Linked DNA regions of Mus musculus: region 1 is linked to region 2. Evidence: chromatin contacts called from public promoter capture Hi-C data. All regions are on one chromosome and are shown on one strand. The core of a region is the stretch at or near the end of the contact, and the rest is flanking DNA. Distances in the headings are between cores, read along the strand shown.

The links. Promoter capture Hi-C pulls out the DNA fragments that hold promoters and counts their contacts.
Region 1: a contact with region 2 is called in a promoter capture Hi-C map of embryonic stem cells, with 3 times the contacts expected there. The contact joins the promoter of Ltk here to the promoter of Ankrd63 in region 2. A contact is called at or near these places in 1 of 39 promoter capture datasets (embryonic stem cells) and 1 of 9 other capture datasets (adipose tissue).

Annotation. Positions count from the first base shown.
Region 1 is chr2:119,759,079-119,762,630 of GRCm38.p6, forward strand. Ltk (leukocyte tyrosine kinase) reads right to left here and starts at 1,353. Exons shown (of 20, transcript NM_203345.2): 1 at 1,174-1,353; 2 at 479-622; 3 at 217-388. The coding sequence starts at 1,216.
Region 2 is chr2:118,702,562-118,706,416 of GRCm38.p6, forward strand. Ankrd63 (ankyrin repeat domain 63) reads right to left here and starts at 1,402. Exons shown (of 1, transcript NM_001081971.1): 1 at 1-1,402. The coding sequence starts at 877. It also overlaps a transcript of Plcb2 not described here.

The DNA of each region.
Region 1 (3,552 bases), core at 103-2,602, 1.1 Mb after region 2:
TCAAGAGCGTTAACGGAGATGGCTGGAATCATCCAGCCCCATCTTCAGCCACCGTTGATTGGGCGGCCGTCCTGACGATGGTTAACTTAGGAGGAGGACAGACAATCGAAGTGACTGACACTAGACTTCTCTGCGGAATGTTTTAAGATAACTTCCCTGGTCTGTAGAACCTCAGCCTAAGAGGTGATTGCCACCCTCTTCCTGCTGGGCACTTACAGATACTGGCCTGTGTCTGGCACCCGCCACAGCTGCACGCCTTTGAGCGGCCCGGCAGCCCCCACTGTCACCATCACGCTGCTTCCTGTGTATGCCCCATCGCACTGTGTTTGTGTGGGTCCGCTCCTGCCGCTGGCGCCACAGGTGTTAAACACCCAAGGCCCCCGTGTGCCTAGGTACAAAGGGAGAAGGAAAAAGTTCCTCTCCAGGCCTAGGGATCTGGAGATGGTGAACCAAGAAAAGGGAGGAGCCTGAAACTCACCTAGAGGATTTGGGAGGGAAGCTGGCTCCAATTTACTGGGTGTGGGGGTGACTTTCTGCTCCTGGGAATTGAGTACCAGCACCGGCAAAAGCGAAGGTGTTAGAAAAGGTGTCTGGAACTCCGAGTTGGAGCAAAGAATAGTTCCTGAAAGGTGACAGGAAGAAGGGTTAGATGATGCAGAATGTGACAGGGGAGACATAAGAGATGGATAGCCACTCAGCAGTACCCTGCTTCCAGCCACACCCCGAATGCCGCCCAGCTGGTGCATACAGAGGCTGAAGCTAGACACCTACCACCCAACCGGGTTTCCCAAGCCTTGCAAGGTGTCTACATATATCATGACATATACATATATCTACATATATACATATATATATATATACATATATATATATATATATATATACATATATGTCTACATATATCATTCCAGAGCTCTCATGGAGTGACTTGGGGGCTGCACCGCTCTCTGTTGTACAGCACCCCACCACCTCTCCTCTCTCTAGCTTCCTCCCAAGTAGTGCCAAGGCCCCATCTGATTCTTAGATTCGGACGTGCTCCGCACCTTTCTTGCTGTACTCTAAAAGCACAAGGCCACCTTAGAAGGAACCATTGAGACCTGGTCTGTTGCTAATGCAGCCCCAAATCTAGTTGTCTCTGGTTGGCTGGTACCCTGACCACCAAACAGCACTTACCAGCAGCTCCCAGCCACAGCAGCAGCCGGTGGGAGCAGCCCATCGCCCAATCCCTTGGTTCCAGCAAAGGATGATGGTTGAGAACTCGATTCCCTAGCTGCAGTTTATAGGCGTGTCAGCAGTCTCAGAGCTATCACCACTACCCTGCCGACTTCCAACTGGCCTGTATACACTCACGTCAGACCCGGGAAATAGAAGGAAAAGGCGGAGCATGAGGACAGCGAGGTCCCCAGGCTTCTGGGAGGAGCCTTGCTGAGCTGAAGGGCTCTAGTCCCCACCTATGGCACACCAACAAACTAGTGAGTTCCTGGTAGGAGAAAAAGTTGACTCTACATTATACCTTTGTGATAGGCTGGACAGCACCTAGTACATGGCAGTAGCTTTTGTGGGTCTCAGGATAGCATCAATAGTGAATGGCTTTATTGGTGTCAGTGTTAGTTTAAGTGCATGATCACACATGGGAAGTATGTAGAGCCTCCAAAAATCCACCTGCCTCTGCCTCCTGGGTGATGGCGACTAAACTGTCCCCCATAAGGCATTATTGCTTGCCATTGCTGTGTCCCTTTCTGACCATGAGGCAGGACATCCCAGTACCTCAGAATCATGACTTTCTGAGTTTGTTGCACACTGTTCCTGTGGACAATTTCTTACTGCCATGACTGGATAAGGTGTTGAAAAATGTGGACAGTGTTGCTCACATTTGTAACCCAGCACCTGCCAAGTGGAGATGGGACCCCAAGTTCAGTGTTATCTTCTGCTTTCAAACTGGATGCCAGCCTGGACTTACATGAGACTTCCTCTCAAAAAGCTAATAGATATGTTAAAAAGATGTCAGAAGCCGGGTGGTGGTGGCGCATGCCTATGATCCCAGCACTTGGGAGGCAGAGGCAGATTTCTGAGTTCGAGGCCAGCCTGGTCTACAAAGTGAGTGCCAAGACAGCCAGGGGTACACAGAGAAACCCTGTCTCTGAAAGAGAAAAAAAAAAAAAAAGATGTCAGAAGATTCAAGTGCTAGCATTCCCAGGCAATGCAGAGTGGCTCAGCCACAGGCCACCAACTGCAAAATCACATGGAAGGATAGTTTTGTGTATTGTGTCCTTTATCTTTTGTTCAAAATGCTAATGTTAAGCCAGGCATGGTGGCTCATGCCTGTAATTCCTGCACTTGGAAGGCTGAAGCAGCAGGATTGCTATGAGTCCCCTCAAAACAAAAACAAAATCTTCCTACCAGAATAAATCTTTTGCAAAGGATCTCAGCTATCTGTAGAAGAGTGCAAATTTCTTTTTTTTAATTAATTTATTTGTTCAGCGCCCCACCCCCAGCCTCTCCCCTCAAGGTTCCTAATTTCTAATCCATGGGTATAAACCACCCAGGAGGCTAAAATCCCACCAGGGTCATTAGCACTGCACAAATAATGGTCTTGTGGGTTGCCTGACTCCCTGCCCTCTGCCGGCCTCCAAGGGGGAAAGCAAAGGTTACAGGAGGAGTTTCTTTGGGAGGAGGCAACTAAGGGAAGAACCATCCCAATAAACACATACTGGACTTAAAAAAACCCAAAAAACTAAGTCAATGACTGAAGCCTAAACGCTAAAGATGTTTTTACTTCTAAAAACTGAAGCTGGGCCTATCAGGTAACTAGCTAATTAGTAAATTCTGAGTATCTAATACTAACTCTAGCTACGGTAGATTTTATAAAAATGGAGAACTCATGACCCACTGAGTTCTATAGATATCACCATCACTCTCTTTCATGGATAAAATTTTGTTTTAATAAGCTAAAGAAAGGAACTGGTGGTGTGTGGGGCTGAGGAGCCCTCTGCAACCAGGGGAGCCAACCTGGAGCTGGAGAGAGGGAGGGAGAGAGGGAGAGAGGTCGAGCTATGCACAAACCCTGAAAATCCAGTCCTGAGACCGGCAGGAGTAGGATTCCTCCCTCCCTGCTCTGGGCCTGCATGTCCCAGCACCACCAAACCCCACCATCACCTCTGCCACCATTGAGGCCGACAGTGGCCATGATGCAGGTTAAACATCTCTCTTCTTATAAGGTCATGTCCAGCAAAGCACCTGGAATTCCTCTTCATACAAATAAGGCCACAGTACCTTAGCCATGGCCAAGTTAGTACACTTACCCCAAAAGCCTCTACTCACTCCCCAAAGCCTTAAATAGCTGTTGTTCCCCACAATTAAAAGCTGCTCAATGAAGCCTGTCTCCTGAGAGTCTGTCCTCATAGTGCTCACAGACACCTAAGGTTTCCATCACTTATTTCCTGCCTTAACTTCCCTCATAGGCCACTAGTCTGATAGTAGGTGATCATGCCGTTTATGTTGGCTCACTGTCAGTGCCATACTGGACCTCTCCTGGTGATCTGAAAGAACAGT
Region 2 (3,855 bases), core at 152-2,651:
AGTTTGGTCGAGCCATCAGAGCTCCTGCCCTAAGGCGTGCTGTCTCCTCCTCGGTCATGGTACCCAGAGCTAGGCTCATGCTCCGGCCCAACTCTGGTCTCTCATTGCCTTGTGCCCTATAACGGACCGAGCCCTTGCCAGCAGAGGCAAGCTCGCCTCCGTGGCCGTGGCCATGGCCGTGACCGTGACCGTGGCCGCCGGCAGCTCGCGCAAACCGTGCCAAAAGAGGGCGCGGTAAACGACGGGGACTGGGTCGTCGCCGCTCTGGGCTGGGCGCCGGGGCAGGGTGGCCAGGGGGACTGTCGGAGTTGGAACCCCGGGCCGCTGCCGCAGCGGCTGCCCGACCCCAAGGCCCGGTGAGGGCTTGCACACAGGTCCCGTGGCCGCGGGAGGCAGCCAGCTGCAGTGCGGTGAGGCCCGCCCGGTTGGTGCGGTCAAGGCGTAAGCCCAGGCGGCGGAAAGAGCGCACCAAGAACTCCAGCACCGCCCCGTGGCCGCACGCCGCCGCCCACATCACCGGGCTGTTGCCCGCCGAGTCCGTCGCCTCCGGATCGCCGCTGAACTGCACCAGGAGCTGCACGGCGTCTAAGTGGCCTCGCTCGCAGGCCAGGCTGAGTGCAGTGCGGCCCCGCTCGTCCCGCAGGTTCACGGCTGCACCTTGCTCCAGCAGCAGTCGCACGAAGCGCGAGCGCATCGCGGGGTCCGGCAGCCCCACGGCCACCATAAGCGGCGTCCGGCCCTGCTCTGCGCGGCAGTCGATGATGCTGCGGTCCAGCGCGTCCAGCACGAAACGGGCCAAGTGCACTTTGCCGGCCTGCATGGCCTCAAGGAAGGTGCGCGTCCCCGCTCGGGGACACAGGTCCTTGGGCTTGAGCATGGCTCCGGCCGCCGCGCCCCGGAAGTCCGACGCACGGGGGCGCCCCTGTTCCCTCACCCCACGGGGCTACGGCCCCGGCCCGGACACCGGTACCGCTCTTTCCAAGCGGCGTGTAGGTGGCTGCAACCAAGTGTCCTGCAGTTCCCGCTCAGGTCTCCCTACCGCTCGGCTGCCTCGCCGCTCCCAGGGCGTCTTGCTTTTCCTCCCTGGCCCCCCACGCCTGGAGGTGTGGGCTGCTGGCTGCTTCGACTCCCGCTCAAGCTCCAAGCTCGGCCTCCTCAACTCTTGGGCCCTCTTCCCTGTATCCGACGCCCCTTGGTCCCTCGTGGCTTGGAGCAACGCCACTCACCCGCACCCCGGGCAGCCCCTGCTCCCCTGTTGAGCGGGTGGCTCCCGCCTGGCGCGCCTGCCTCCTGCCTCGGCGGGGAGCGCCGCTCCTCCAGCTCCCAGAGCCTCTCCCCGCCTCCTCCTTTCTTGCGGGGGCCGGGACGCTTGCTTTTTTACTTGGGGGGCTCGGCGGCTCCTGAGGTGCCCGACGCCTAGATACCTGGCTTTATAGCTTCAGGGGTCTCCATGGCAATGGCTGCTCTGGAAGCAGACTGCACCTTCGGGGCAGAGACGGACAGGGCAAGGGAGACCGCCCCTGACCCCCACCCCTTCGTGGGCCACGAAGTTGGGGAGCGGCTCCTCCTCCGCGCTCCCCTGGGAATGCGGCGGCGGTTGCGGGGCGGGGGTGGAGGCTGCTCGCCGGGGGCCACATGCACCCGGCGGGGCCAATCCTAAAGTCTCAGTCATCTTTCCCCGCCCCCCGCCTCCGCCGGAATCGGTAGCCTCCGCTGCTTAGAAACTGGCGGGAGCTCCTGCCATCGGTTTTAGGTTAAAGGGACTGGGACCCCACGAGGACAGGACTGGACAGTGCACCAGCTTGAGGTGGGCAAGAGACAGAGGAAAAGTAATTTGGGGTATGAGGCATTTGTGCTCCGGACTGAGGGCGCTCAGTCTGGCTGATAACTGCCATCTAAAGTGCAGCGAATCACAGCCACACACAATTGTGCCTCCCGCACGCGCTCACTCAGAGAAGGGCGGGGGTGCATTCTCCAATCTCAGACGTCTCCAAACCTGACAGCGCGCCCGCGTGCCAGCTCCACGGTTGATCGGTCGCTGTGGAGCAAGTTGACTTAGACACTGGCCGCTCTGACCCAGGGCAGGTGCCTTAGGACCCGAGAGTATGCAGGCATTTGGACTTCCCAGGCACTACCTCCTATCTCCTCAAAGATGGGCTAGTTAGGGTCTAGGAAAGGACAAAAGACACAAGCAAGAATTCCCTGACAGGGCTGGGTTCTCTTGAGCACAAAACCATCTTTAGGCCACAGAGCGCTAGACCTGGCCCCTACAGAAAGGAGACAGCCTGAGATTTTTTTTTTTTTTCAATCAGATGTGTGGAAAACCTACTTCCTTTGGACAATCAGCTCATGGGCGCTAGAGACGGGGAATACTGAAGGCCTAGCAGAGTCTTACAATGAGTGCCCCACAAGCTCCCAGGACTAGAGAAAGGGCTTGAGAATAGTTGAAATGGAGTTTATTTGTAGAATAAGTGAAGAGCTAGGGACTTTTCGCAGCTGGTCGAGTATTTGCCCAGTATACACGAAACGATTGGTTTGATTCATTCCCAGGATGAAGCCAGGTGTGGTGCTATAAGCTAACAACCCAGCACTTGAGAGATGGAGGCAGGAGGCTCAGAAGTTCCAAGATCATCCTCAGCTACAGTTAGGTTGAGGCCAGCCTGGGCTACATGAGACCCTATGGTTGTGTTTCCAGCAATGGGAAACACAGATGCACAAACTGAATGAATGAGACTTGTCTTCTCAGTCAGGAAGACGAACCCAGGACTGAGAACATCTGCTAAATGCAAACTCAAAACAGCCATTGGATGGAAGGACAAATGATGGGAAGGAGAGGGAACTAAGATCCTCTGAAGGCAACAGCAGAGTTAGTCCTTTAAGGATGAGAGACGCAGGCTAAGAAACAAGGAAGACGGCCAGGCAGAGGGGTTACAGGGACAAAGGCACCCAACAGACACAATGTGGAGGGTTGTGTTCAGGGGTCCTATGCTGTAAGAGAAAGGAAGTCCAGTGAAGAATGGAGGGGGTGTCCAGTCTGGTTGCTTTGCGGGACACGCCTGAGGATTCTGTGAGGAGTGCTCTGCCCCGGGGAGCAGGGGCTGGGGAGGCCCCGGAGCATCTGTGTCTTCTGGACTACCTAGGCTCCAGGATGGCCTAGGAGTGGATTCGGGCTAGACCATACAACAGGGACTCATGCTCCCCTTTGTCCTGTGAGGCATATTACTAAGTGCACAGTCGGTGAACTGAGCCCCCACGCATTTCTTGGCAGGAGAGTTAGGTCTCAGCCTGTGTCATACACTGGCAGTGTCAACCCAGGCCTGCACAGTCCCATCTGTGCAGAGGGAGCAGAGACAGAAACTCCGCCTGCACCACACAGGGTCAGGAGCCAGTTGGAGAAGCACCATTTAGAGGGACCTCAAAGTCCGTCCCATCAGCATCCAGGTGACACTCTCCACTCCCAGGAAGGTGACAGGCATGCTCCCACTCCTTAAGCAGAAGAAAGGCTTTTGTCCTTTTAGGACTCAGTTTTCCCTGTTTTCATCGTGAGAGAAAAATGCTTTCTTCCCTTTTTTTTTTTTCTGCCTTTGGGATCAAGAGGAAGGCTAGGCTGTGCACCTCCATGAAAAAAAGCATCAAGCCTCCCCCACCTCCCCAGCCCCTCTTCCCAAGTGCCTCCCTGAACCAGCTCAGCTTTGCCTGTGCCCCTGTTGCCTATGGTGGAAGGAAACAATGTATTTGGGGGTGGGGTGTAGTGGGAAAATTGGTCAAGTCTTCAGAGCCTCACTCTGGTCTGTGCTGAGTTCCCAGATGGGCAGTGAGTCCCAGGTTTCAGAACCTAGAGCCTTTGCTCTGACT